Regions from separate parts of the Macaca mulatta genome. Here region 2 is linked to region 1. Evidence: chromatin contacts called from public Hi-C data. All regions are on one chromosome and are shown on one strand. The core of a region is the stretch at or near the end of the contact, and the rest is flanking DNA. Distances in the headings are between cores, read along the strand shown. Region 1 holds the start of PRCC (proline rich mitotic checkpoint control factor). Region 2 holds the start of METTL25B (methyltransferase like 25B).

Region 1 (6,459 bases), core at 3,810-6,309:
TGGGGCTTGTCATACTAAAAACTTTACATCATGACCAGGCGCGGTGGCTCACGCCTGTAATCCCAGCACTTTGGGAGGCTGAGGTGGTCGGCTCACCTGAGGTCGGGAGTTCGAGAGCAGCCTGACCAACATGGAGAAACCCCGTCTCTACTAAAAATACAAAAAATTGGCCGGGCGTGGTGGCTCATGTCTGTAATCCTGGCAGTTTGGGAGGCCAAGGCGGGAGGATCACGAGGTCAGGAAATTTGAGACCATCCTGGCTAACATGGTGAAACCCCGTCTCTACTAAAAATACAAAAAATTGGCCGGGCGTGGTGGCTCATGTCTGTAATCCTGGCAGTTTGGGAGGCCAAGGCGGGAGGATCACGAGGTCAGGAAATTTGAGACCATCCTGGCTAACATGGTGAAACCCCGTCTCTACTAAAAATACAAAAAATTAGCTGAGTGTGGTGGCGGGTGCCTGTAGTTCCAGCTACTCAGGAGGCTGAGGCAGGAGAATGGTGAACCTGGGAGGCGGAGCTTGCAGTGAGCTGAGATCACGCCACTGCACTCCAGCCTGGGCGACAGAGCAAGACTCTGTCTCAAAAAAAAAAAAAAAAAGAAAAACCAAAAATTAGCCGGGGATGGTGGCACATACCTGTAATCCCAGCTACTCGGGAGGCTGAGGCAGGAGAATCAATTGAACCTGGGAGGCGGAGGTTGTGGTGAGCCAAGACCGCGCCATTGCACTCCGGCCTGGGCAACGAGTGAAACTCTGTCTCAAAAAAAATAAAAGAAAAACCTTTCTATCAGGGTGATCTGGTTGGGAGTTTGTAGGGGGACTCCCTGGTATCAGACTCTAAACATTGATTCTCAGCATTTCCCAAGGCCACCTTGGTTCTCAGCTCTCTTGGATGTGCCCAATTACCTCTGGTGCATCTCTTTTCCACCTTCCAAAATGTTGTTACTGTGTTGTCTTCTCTTCTGAACTCTCCATCTTTGTGGGTTTAAGTTTTTCAAAATGATCTTTAATGCCTTTTCAAAAAAATCTTTACTGATGTTTCAGTAGGGTTTTAGGAGGGAAACATATATATTTATTCATTTCATTCTCTTTTACTGGAAAACTTTTATTATGATTACTTTCGAAAGGGTCATAGATGTATCAGTTACAAATTTCTATTCTTTTTTTTTTTTTCTTTTTGAGACGGAGGCTTGCTCTGTTGTCCAGGCTGGAGTGCAGTGGCGTGATCTTGGCTGACTGCGGCCTCCGCCTCCCAGGTTCAAGCAATTTTCCTGCCTTAGCCTCCCAAGTAGCTGGGACTACAGGCGCACGCTGCCACGCCCAGCTAACTTTTTTGTATTTTTAGTAGAGACGGGGTTTCACCGTGTTGCCCAGGCTGGTCTCGAACTCCTGAGCTCAGGCAATCCGCCCGCCTCGGCCTCCCAAAGTGTTAGGGTTACAGGCATGAGCTACCGCGCCCGGCCTAAATTTCTATCCTTTAAAATTTTTATTGAGACAGGGTCATGCTCTGTCACCCAGGCTGGAGTGCAGTGGTGTGATCTTGGCTCACTGCAAACTGCAGTCTCAACCTCCCAGGCTCAAGCGATCCTCCTGTTTCAGCCCTCCCCAACCAGGTGAGACTACAGGTGTGTACCACCAAGCCCATGCCCGGCTTTTTTTTTCCTTTTTTTTTTTTTTTTTTTTTGTAGAGACAAGGTTTTACCACGCCTGGTCTCTAACTCTTAGACTCAAAGGATTCTCCCACCTTGGCCTCCTAAAGTGCTGGGATTACAGGCGTGAACCACTGTGTGCAGTTAAAACTTTCTTTTTTGTTTTGTTTTGTTTTGTTTTGTTTTGTTTTTGGCTGGAATGCAGTGGCATGATCTTGGCTCACTGAAACCTCCACCTCCTGGGTTCAAGCGATTCTCCTGCCTCAGCCTCCTGAGTAGCTGGGATTACAGGTGCCTGCCACCATACCCGGCTAACTTTTTATATTTTTAGTAGAGACGGGGTTTCTCCATGTTGGGCAGGCTGGTCTGAACTCTTGACCTCAGGTGATCTGCCCACCTTGGCCTCCCAAAGTGCTGGGATTTACAGGCATGAGACACCGCACCTGGCCTTGCCCAGTTACAAATTTCTAAAGGTATAAAATGGTACATAATGAGAAATAAATCCCCTTTCCTTCACTATCATGAGGTTTCTATTATCAATTTCTTGCTTGAAAACAACTTTTTGAGGATTTATACCCAATAAGGTGAATCATTAATTTTCACAGTAAGGAGACCCCGCTTAGAAAACATTTGTTAAACACAGCCTGGCCAACATGGTGAAACCCCATCTCTACTAAAAAATACAAAAATTAGCTGGGCATGGTGGTGCACACCTGTAATCCCAGCTACTCGGGAGGCTGAGGCACAAGAATCGCTTGAAGCTGGGCGGCGGAGGTTGCGGTGAGCCGAGATTGCGCCACTGCACTCCAGCATGGGGGACAGTACAAGACTCTATCTCCAAAAAAAAAAAAAAAAGAAAACACTTGAGACAGATCCCTGTCCCTTAGGGGCTTCTCTGCAAGGTGGCAAGATGTGTTGACAACAAGGACAATCATTTCTCTTAGCTCTAAATCATTTCACTGTGTGTTAAATATCAGGCTTTTCTCACATAAAGGACAGGGCTCCGTAATACTTCATTCTTTTTTTTTTTTTTTTTTTTTTGAGACTGAATTTCGCTCTTGTTGTCCAGGCTGGAGTGCAATGGTGTGATCTCGGCTCACCACAATCTCCACCTCCCAAAGTGATTCTCCTGCCTCAGCCTCCTGAGTAGCTGGGATTACAGGCACCCACCACTGCACCCGGTTAATTTTTGTATTTTTAGTAGAGACAGGGCTTCTCCCTTGTTGGTCACTTTGGTCTCAAACTCCCAACCTCAGGAGATCTGCCCGCCTCGGCCTCCCAAAGTGCTGGGATACAGGCATGAGCTGCCATGCCCGACCTACTTTATCCATTTTTCTTTCTTTCTTTTTCTCTCTCTCTCTTTTTTTTTTTGAGACGGAACGGAGTCTTGCACTATTGCCTGGGCTGGAGTGCAGTGGTGCCATCTCGGCTCACTGCAACCTCCACCTCCCGGGTTCAAGTGATTCTCCTGCCTCAGCCTCCCGAGTAGCTGGGCTTACAGGCGCCTGCCACCGAACCTGGCTAATTTTTGTATTTTTAGTAGAGATGGGGTTTCACCATCTTGGCAAGGCTGGTCTCGAACTCCTGACCTCGTGATCCACCCGCCTTGGCCTCTCAAAGTGCTGGGATTACAAGCGTGAGCCACTACGCCCGGCCTACTTTATCCAGTTTTCAAAGGAGGAAAGTGAGACTCAGAGAAGAGAAGTGACGGCACAAAGTCACCAGAGTACGTTAGGGAACCTAGATTTAAAAGCAGGTTTTAGAAATCAGCATTGTGCAAGGCATACTAGCTGTGAGGTAGGACTTGGTCTAGTTTCTCAATGTGGTCCTCAGTGCCTGGTTTGCAACCAACTGAGGAGTTTCTTACAGATCCAGGCTTCCAGGCCCCACCCACATCTACTGAATAGGAATCTCTTAGGCTAGATTTCAGGAATTTATATTTTTCAGAAGCTTTCCTAGTGATGCTTATGCACATTAAAGTTTGAGCACAGGTGCATACACACACAAAAATGCTCTGGCATCCAGAGCAGGGAGGAGATAGCTCTAAGGGGCCTTCATGGAGAAGGCAGCATGGAGTTTGTCTCTGAAGGCTGGAGAGACTGGGGAGGAGGGGCCCCATATCTGGCTCCTCTGATAAGAGGATTCAAGCTTGGGCCTTTCACTATCTCTCTGCATTGTGGTCATCATTGTCCTTCCTCATCAATCTTTCCAATGTTCTCTTCAGCCTCCTCCCAAAACTTCAACAGCCTTTTCTCTGACTTTGCTTAATATAATTTTCTGCAATCTGGGAACAGGGAGATGGTGCCCACACAGAGATGGATTAGCATTTAAAGGACACACACATACAGGGCAGACAAGTAGAGGGCACTCAGTCACAGGCAGACAGGAAGGGGCAGAGATGAGTAAACAAGAAAAGGGTACAAAATGACAAGCGGACAGGGAAGGACAGGCGCACAGCAGATCATTACAAGCAGACATAAATGGGCTGGAAAAGGACACCTATAAACATGGATGGAAAGGAAGAGCACTTACAGAGACAGATGTAACAAGGTCACACCCAAAGCCATAAGAGACAAAACTCACAGACGTAAAGGAATGCAAAGGACCCCTGCAAATGGATAGATGGGAGGCACACCCAGGTAGGACGGACTCAAGTGATTCCTCAGAACGGTAGCCCTTTACCCTACTGAGCTGAGAAGGGATTAACTTCAAGTACCTGGCCGGGGCTGCCAGGGCCTTGCCCATCTTTGTCTCACTGGTTGCTGCAGAGGGAGGCCAGGCCCTAGGCTCCAGGGTAAGGTGTGCTCCTGGATGTGCACCCCAATCCTGGTGAGGGAGATCACCTCCTCCTTCTTACATCACATTTATTTCAAATCTTAGATACTTATTATTAGGCCTGCAGCCTCGCTTCTTTCTGGCTTGCAGCCCAATTTCGTACGGGTCCCTTGGGCCCTTGCTCTTTTTGGGATGTTTTATTCTAATTCCCAGCCCCAGCCGACGGGGAAGCTTCACCAGTTCATTTACAGATCACTTTCCCTTTAAGCAATTTTCCCTAATCCGCCAGCTTCCCAGACTCCCTTTCGTTCCCGACATCACTTGCAGTCTCTAAGAGCACCACATCTCCCAGAAATCTTAGTGGCCAAGGGGCTACCCTAGGGAACTTCAAGTACCGAAATGCTCTCTTATCCGTCTCGGTGACTGCCGTGGTGACCGGTGGGGCTTGTAGTCACCTCGGAATTGTTAGGGGACGAAAAAAACTACTCACCCCAAGTGTCCCTGCGTCAGAGGCGGGTTTCTCTTCTGTCTCTCTCTGCTCTCGCCTAAATCCTTCCTCGGACTTCAACTCCCGCCGTGTCTTGCGCTAAGATCCCTGCGACAAAGAATCGGGCTGTGTCCAAAGTGTTCTCTGGGAGTTGTAGTTCCTCTATTGGTGAGGCAAGGAGGAGGCGGAGTGACTCGGCGGCCATTAGCTGTGTGTAGTTGCCCGGGACTAGGAGCTTAAGTGAAGAGGGACGCCTTATTCGGTGGAAATCAGCCGTAGCCATGAGCTTCTGCCGCGGCTAGCCCTAGAGTACGGAGCAGGCGGACTTTTCGATTCCCCGCCCCGCCAGGTGGCGGGGCCTACTAGGCCTCCGGGCATCCCCGGTCTCAAGTAGGCCTCATCTGCCGGCAAGGGCGCCCCAAACGCGGGAGGCGCCATGTCGCTGGTTGCTTACGCCAGCAGCGATGAGAGCGAGCCGGATGAGGCTGAGCCCGAGCCGGAGGAAGAGGAGGCGGTGGCCCCTACATCTGGGCCCGCTTTAGGGGGCTTGTTCGCTTCTCTCCCTGCGCCCAAGGGCCCGGCCTTGCTGCCTCCGCCCCCTCAGATGCTGGCCCCAGCGTTTCCCCCGCCGCTGTTGCTTCCCCCACCCACCGCAGACCCCAGGCTTCAGCCTCCTCCCCCCTTGCCCTTCGGCCTGGGAGGCTTCCCCCCACCTCCAGGCGTGAGCCCGGCTGAAGCGGCGGGAGTTGGGGAGGGACTGGGATTGGGGTTGCCCTCGCCCCGAGGCCCTGGCCTCAGTCTGCCCCCTCCAATTGGCGGTGCCGGCCCCCCGCTGGGGCTTCCCAAGCCAAAGAAGAGGAAAGAGCCCGTGAAGATCGCGGCGCCGGAGTTGCATAAGGGAGATGTGAGTATCCGGGGAAGGCACCCCCAAACTGTCCATCGGGTTTGAGTCGGCGGTAGGAGGGACATGTGGAGATTTCGGAACTCCTTCCCACAAACACATCCGTGGATTCAAGGCCACTGGAATCCTCTTATAATGTGATTAATTGAGCTGAAGTTGGTCAACTTCGGGGAGTTTGGGTGTTTGCCCATGTGGGTTTCCTGAAGCTGGGCTTGCCTGCAGAAGGTCACATGTCATCATCACCTGGTACTGACAGGCCTAGGGACATTTGGATCCGCTCCCCCTCTGCATCTTCACCTCAGTCCGGCTTTTTCCCCTTTCCTCCTACTGAGAACAGGATGAAATCTGGCACCTGAGGAATGACAGGAGACAGGGCTCCTGAACCTTTGCCGAACATCTGGGACAAATCTTTTCCTTGCCTCTGAACTCAAAAACATCAGGCCTGGAGGAGAATGATAGTAATCTTGGATTCTATTTTTGAGGGGAGTTAGAGGAGAAATCGAATGTTTGTTGAGTGCAGATCGTTTGCCGTTCATTGGTCCTTTCTTTCAATTATTACAAAGCTCTGGGAGGTAACATACTATTGTTTTACATATGAGAAACAGGTGTCCAGCATGCACGATTTTACCTGGCAAAGGGCAGAGTG
Region 2 (6,745 bases), core at 3,132-5,631, 39 kb before region 1:
AGGGGCATCAACGAGAGCCATGTCCAAGATGGGGGAGGGGGATGTGGGGAGATGCTACCTGGATATCCCGGTTTAGCAGCTTCTTGGTGAGATGCTTCAGAGACATGGTGGCGTTCTCCGGGCAGTCAGCCTTCCGGTTGAGGGGGGGGATATGGGAGGTGTCACGGGTGAGGGACTTGGGGTGAAAGTACTGAAGGGCTTTGAAGTCGTTGTGGATGGCATGTCCCACCACTATCTTCCCTGTGAGTATCTTCAAGATCTGGAACAAGTGTGGAAGAGAGTGGTGAGAAGCAAGACTGCGGTGGAACCCCTGCATTGTGAAAGCCCAACATGACCATCAAACCCTTCTGGATTCTTTCACCAACTGCCCACCTCTCCATCCTCGAAATGCTTCCTCCCACAAGTTTTCTTTCTTCTGCAATCCACTTCCTCTTCCGCAGGTGATTTCCATGGTGTACCCTGTTTGGACTCATACTGCCAGTGGCTCTTTACCTTCTTATTGATCTCCACCCCATGACATTAATTTGCCTTCAGTCCTAAGTGACACTCATGTTTAAGATGTCCATGTATTTAGTTCGGTTCTGGCTTGCTACATGAAGTCCTTTAACTATTACCATTATGCTGGCCTTAGACACATGGCTGGGACCATGGCTCCAGGGAGGCTAACAAAAGCCCAAAATTACATGCAATTAGATGTGTACGGGTACTAGTGGAAGAGAATCTGTGGCTTTCATCAAATTCTCAGAGTCTACAAACCATAAAAAATTAAGAATCACGTATAAACTAAAGTTGCAGAAGGAACCTTATTCACACTACTTTTGGAACCAAGTAAAATAACTTCTTAATATTTCAGGAAACTTTTTTTTTTGAGACAGAGTCTTGCTCTGTTGCCCACGCTGGAGTGTACTGGTGCGACCTTGGCTCACTACAACCTCCGCCTCCCAGGTAGCTGAGACTACTGGCATCCATCATCACGCCCGGCTAATTTTTGTATTTTTAGTAGAGACAGAGTTTCACCATATGGGCCAGGCTGGTCTCGAACTCCTGACCTCAGGTGATCTGCCCGCCTGGGCCTCCCAAAGTGCTGGGATTACAGGTGTGAGCCACCACACCTGGTCTTCAGGAAACTACACGTCACCACACCTAGCCATTTTAGGCTCTTAAAGCAGGAGGACATGCTACCAATGAGGACAACCAAAGAACATGCCACAGGCTCTGAAGATCATTCTCAAAATGAGGTTCCAAACAGGTTTTCAACAAAAGTGACAGTCCTGCATAGCCTCCCAAAGGGACCCCCTTTGAAGGGGCTAGGCTCATCTGGACATACCTTAGTCTCATAAACCCAGCTTGGCACTGGGGAAGTGCTTTATGACGAAAACCAGACGTAGTCCCGTGAACTAGATATTTAGTTACTCCTGACTTCACCTACTTACTGTCCACCACCACCTTCATTTCTTATTAACCTCGACATATAGCCCTCATCAAAGCTGGGCAGATTTGCTGTCTCAGACCGGTCCCATCTTCCGCCTCTCCTGTGCCTTTGCTTGGCTGTGCCCCTTTGTGCCCAGGATGTTCAACTCTTCTTTCTGTCTTTTCTAAAATAGTCAGTCACCTCACCTCTAATGAACCTTCTCCAACTGACCGCACATAAGGCATTATGGGAACAGCGTGTCCAGAGAAGGCAGAGTGTGGCCCTGAAACTGCAAAGACGTGGACCAAGGGCGCCCTCTGGTGGCCCCCTGAGACCAGCAGGTGCCCCTCTTGCTCTCCCTTCATTTCCTCCTTTCACCCCTCCTAGCTCACTCTCCTTTCCTGTTCATGCCTTGCGCTCCCAATAACCAGCACAGGGCTAGAAGTTAGATGACAACCCAAAGTGCTGGCCCTCTGCTGTTTATGCCCTTCACTGGTTACCTGTTCCAGTTGGACAAATATACCCCAGCTCCTCCTGTCAACTTTCTGCCCTCTCTTACCACCACCACTTTCCGCACTTGCCCCACGTTACTTTTTGCTTGGGAAGAGCTCTCCACCTTTCCTGTCTAAAGCTTAGCGTCCAATTCACAAGGTTTTTCCAAATCAAGCCCTTTCTCCTGACACTGATGTCTGTAGCTCTGTCCAGTTACATTACTTACTGTTATTTCTCTATGCAGATTCCTAGTTCCCCAGACCCAATTTGGAACCTAAAATTGTTTGTTTGTCTGTCTGAGACAGGGTCTCACTCTGTCGCTCAGGCTGGAGTGCAGTGGCAGTGGTGTGATCTAAGCTCACTGCAGCCTCGACCACCTGAGTAGCTGGCACTACAGGCATGCACCATCACACTTAGCTAACTTTTTTGTAGACGAGTCTCGTTTTGTTACCCAGACAGATCTTGAGTTTCTGGGCTTGAGCGACTCTCCTGCCTCAGCCTCTCAAAGTGCTGGGATTATAGGCAAGTGCCACCGCGCCTGGCTAAAATAGGTCTTGACCAATGAAGTTTGTGACACCAGCTAATTGTACCTTCCTGACTTTCACGGCTCCTTCCACCGACAGGGGGCCTTCTTCAATAACTGATAGATTCTCCTCCCTCCCTCCACAAACCTCTGGTGTCTTCCCATAGTGATATCCTTTGCTGAATAATGATTTACACCTCTCTCCATCCACCTCCCTGCCACCATCAAGCCCCATACTTCTTACCTGGCCTCGAGCAATCTTGAAGGGTGTGGCATTCACCATGTGCTGCTTTCGGATACCACTCCATCTGGTTCGGTAGTCCACAATGTGGCAGGGGGGAAGAATGTACTCATCATAAAGCACATCTCCGTTGTAGTTGACAATGCTACATCGAGCTAAGGAACTAACATGCCCCTTTGGTCCTGTGCCCACCATCTCACAGTCAATTGCCACCATCTTCTGTGGCAACTTCTGGGATATTCTGGAGCATTTATTCTCTGAATGAGCTTGGGTGGAGTTCTGTGGGGCATTCTTCTGAGGATGGTTCTTCTTAGAGGATTTCTTCTGGGAGCCCTTCTTCTGAGAGCGGGTTGGGTGGCTATTGATCTTTGGAAGGGCACTCTGGAATTCCCCCAGCAGATCTACTTTAGCAGCAACAGAATCAGCCTTTTTTGAAGGGGCAGGGGTCAGCCAAGACACTGCAGCTTTCTTGTCCAGGGGCTGTCCTGACCCATTGCTGCAGGCAGCTGTCTTCTTCTTTTTTGGGAAGGAAGGGGTCTTCCAAGTGCCATCCACCATAGGAGTTTCCCCTTTCTTTGGAGGTTCAGAGTGCAACTTAGGTGCCTTGCTAGGGGGTTGGTTCTTTTTACTCAGAAAGCCTCTCCGTTCTAAGAGCCTCCGCTTCTTGACAAAATTTCGGTGCTTGGCATTTCCTTCTAATGCCTTTTTGGGAGGAGGTTCCCCAAAATCCAGATTGAGCAGTAAAGTAGACATAGGGACAATGGGAGGTGGAAGAGCAGTTGGGAAGAGTGGCTTATGGATGAAAAGAGGATGTTGGACTCATTCTCTGCTGAATCCTACTGTCCAACATGTGGAGGTCTGTAGTACACCCTGGGGAAGAAAGTGATCCTGGTGATTGAGCTCCTAGGCCTGGGAGAAAAATGAGGCAAGATCGATCTCCGTAGGACTTATGGAAGGAAAGACATCAGAGCAATCTCTCAGACAGAGGAGAAATGAAAACATAACATGAAATGATGGAGGAAGCAACAGTGTTAGCCAGCAAGCCTGGATTCTAGTGAAGCCCAATTCACCAGCCGTTTGGTCTTAGTAAGGTCATTACCGCGCTCTAGGTTTGAATCTCATTTGTAAAATGAAGGGACTGGAGGGGCCCATAGAGCTCGAACCCTCTATGAGTCTAAGAGGCCAGAACACGTGAGCTCTATACTCCGCCTAGGAAGGGAACATCTAGGTACGCTCGAAAACAGTGAGAAGTATGGCGTAGATAACCTCTGGGCTACCCAGGCATCCGCAGCGTGGCCCACGAATAGAGACACAAATCCAGGCATCCCTTTCCCTTGGCTCCAGGCCGGAATTGGGGACAATCTCCACATGCATCTCACCCAAGTCCTCCCAAGCAAGGACCTTGACACCACCTACCAGCGGGGGGGTGGGATCGAGGCTCGAGGCAGCCCACCTGGATAAGCATACTTCGGTCCCCGCGGTACAGATCGCCCTCTCACACTCACGAACCTACCTCCCAGATGGGTTTAGCTAAGGCCGGAAGCGTCCAGAGCCGGATGCGGAAATCGGTGCGCGCCGACGAAGCCCGGGAAGGCAGGCGCGCGGGTTAGAACGCGCCAGAGGTCGGCGCGCGCGCACCCGCACCGCCCCGACCTCAGGTAGCGAGGCCAGTGATTCGGAGTGTGTGAGGACCGGCAGTGGCGGCGGAGGAGGGGGCGGTGTGGGTGGGGGCGGGGGCGGGATGCGCTCCCCGGCCCCTCTAGCCCCGTGGTGGTACAACGCGAAGGTGTGGGAAGGCCGCGACAAACCGGAACTACAGCCAGCCGGACACCTCCGGCTTCACTTCCGGCAGAGGAGAGGCGTGTACGGGAAGGGGCGGGAACTGGAACTTGGCCCATCTCGTTGTGAGCTGAGCTCCGCGGCACGCTTTTGTGGCGTCATTGCACTGTTACCCCGCCCTACGTGTCTCCGACGCTGACACCTTCGCACTGTGAAACGTCGCAACCTGTGACCTCTTGGGGGCGCCTCAAATCTTCAACTGCAGCATGGGATCCCGGAAAGGCAGCGTCGGAGACTGGACCCAAAACTCTTCCTGTTCTGCCTGCAGAGCTGAGCCCCGTCCGGGTCCTGGACCCGCGCGGTAGTGACCCTGGATCCCTGTTCACTGCGTTCTCGCTTCCCGCGCTGCCTTCTGGACCGCGGGATGCCGGGTATCTCCGCCCGAGGCCTCTCTCATGAGGGGAGGAGGCAGCTAGCTGTTAACCTTACCCGTGTCCTGGCGCTCTACCGTTCCATCCTGGATGCCTACATCATCGTGAGGCCACAGGGGCGTGGGTGGGGTGTCTCTGGTCGTGTGGTTGGCTAGGTGTCCACGTCAGGGAGAGAATCTGGAGAATTAGCCTCTGATCTCTTTCCTTCTATGAGTTTCAGTCTTTTGTCTGTACAAGGAGGGGTTCAGCTGGCATAAATAATATTTCTTTTTTTTTTTTTTTTTTGAGACGGAGCCTCGTTCTGTCCCCCAGGCTAGAGTGCAGTGGCGTGATCTCGGCTCACTGCATAAATAATATTTCTAATACCTACCTAGATTATTTTTGTAATCTTCCCAGATCCAAGGTAATAAAATGCGTGGACATTGGAACCATGCTGCAACTATGTTGAACTCTTCTTGGAGCATGTGAGGTGTTCCAAGAACACACATGTTATTCATCCAGGCTTTGAATAAATTCGTGGTTTTGTGGTATAGTAGACAGGCCTGGCTCTGGAATCAAAAAGGCTTGGTCTGGAATCCTGCCTCCCCTATGATGTTAACTTTAGGCCTCCCTAACCCCCAACTTGTCCTAGCCCAGGTTTCCTCAGCTATACAGTGGATCCCAGTCTGAAGGATCATTGTGAAGAATAAATGAGAGAATGTGTAAATGGTACCACCATCCACTGAATTGTTTAGACCGCAAACCCAGAGGCCATCCTTGATTCAGCGCTGTCCTTCATTGATCCACAATCCAGTCCTTCAACAAGTCCTCTTGGCTCTGTTTTCAGAATAGATCCCAAATTCATCCATTTGTCCCCACCTCCATTGCTGCCACCCTAAGCCAAGCCACCATCACCTCTGTTCTGAACTACTTCCTAACCGATCTCGCTGTGTGCTTACCTCTGCCCTGCCATAACCAATTCTTCACTGAGCAGCTAGATCGATAGCATTCAAACGTAAATCTGATCACGACAATCCCTTGCTTCCTAGATACTTTTATGCAATCCTGATTCCTTGCTATTACCAATAAAGCCCATGATCTGACTCCTACTGTCTCTTCAACTCTATCCCATTTTATTCTCTCACACATTTCACTGTGCTATACCTCTGCTGGCCTGATTTCTGCTCTGCCAATATGGCAGGCATCTGGACCTTTGCACTCACTGATCTTCCTCCACAGAAAGGCAATCGCAGAATCGTTAAGAGCAAGGACTCTAGAGTAAAATTGGTTTCAAATCCCAGCTCAGGCTGGGTGTGATGGCTCATGCCTATAATCCTAGCACTCTGGGAGGCCGAGGCGGGTGGATTGCTTGAGCTCGGAGTTCGAGACCAGCCTGGGCAACACGGTGAAACCCCGTCTCTACTAAAATCCAAGAAAAAAAAAAAAGAAAAAGCTGGGCTTGGCAGCACACACCTGTAGTCCCAGCTACTCAGGAGGCTGAGGCAGGAGAATTGCTAGAACCAGGGAGGTGGAGGTTGCAGTGAGCTGAGATTGCACCACTGCACTTCCGCCTGGGTGGCAGAGTGAGACTCCATCTCTAAAAATAAATAAATAAATAATCCCAGCTCAGCTATTTGCTAGCTTTTGGACGTGGGCAAGTTACTTAAGTGCTGTGCCTGTTTCTACATCTGTAAAATGGGGGATACAAAATAATACCTACCTCAAAGTGTTGTTTAAAGGATCAAATGCGTTAATACCCGTCAAATGTTTACAACGGTGTCTGCCAGAGAAGGTGTTAAATAAGTGTTTGCTATTACCTGTATTTTTCTTTACGTGCCTAGCACCTATTCATCCTTCCAGTCTCAGCTCAAATGTCAACTCGTCAGACA

What was found. Hi-C and Micro-C count contacts between places; a contact is called where the count stands out from the background.
Region 2: a contact with region 1 is called in a Hi-C map of liver, with 5 times the contacts expected there. The contact joins the promoter of METTL25B here to the promoter of PRCC in region 1. A contact is called at or near these places in 4 of 14 Hi-C or Micro-C datasets (CD4 T cells, cortical neurons, fetal cortex germinal zone and 1 more).

What each region holds. Positions count from the first base shown.
Region 1 is chr1:110,156,889-110,163,347 of T2T-MMU8v2.0, reverse strand. It overlaps PRCC (proline rich mitotic checkpoint control factor), which reads left to right and starts at 5,059. Exons shown (of 7, transcript NM_001260635.1): 1 at 5,059-5,816. The coding sequence starts at 5,349. HDGF (heparin binding growth factor) reads right to left here and starts at 5,747. Exons shown (of 8, transcript XM_077944828.1): 1 at 4,916-5,747; 2 at 638-754.
Region 2 is chr1:110,194,740-110,201,484 of T2T-MMU8v2.0, reverse strand. It overlaps METTL25B (methyltransferase like 25B), which reads left to right and starts at 4,381. Exons shown (of 8, transcript NM_001257481.1): 1 at 4,381-4,981. The coding sequence starts at 4,871. It overlaps ISG20L2 (interferon stimulated exonuclease gene 20 like 2), which reads right to left and starts at 3,635. Exons shown (of 3, transcript NM_001257673.1): 1 at 2,671-3,635; 2 at 59-259. The coding sequence starts at 3,420.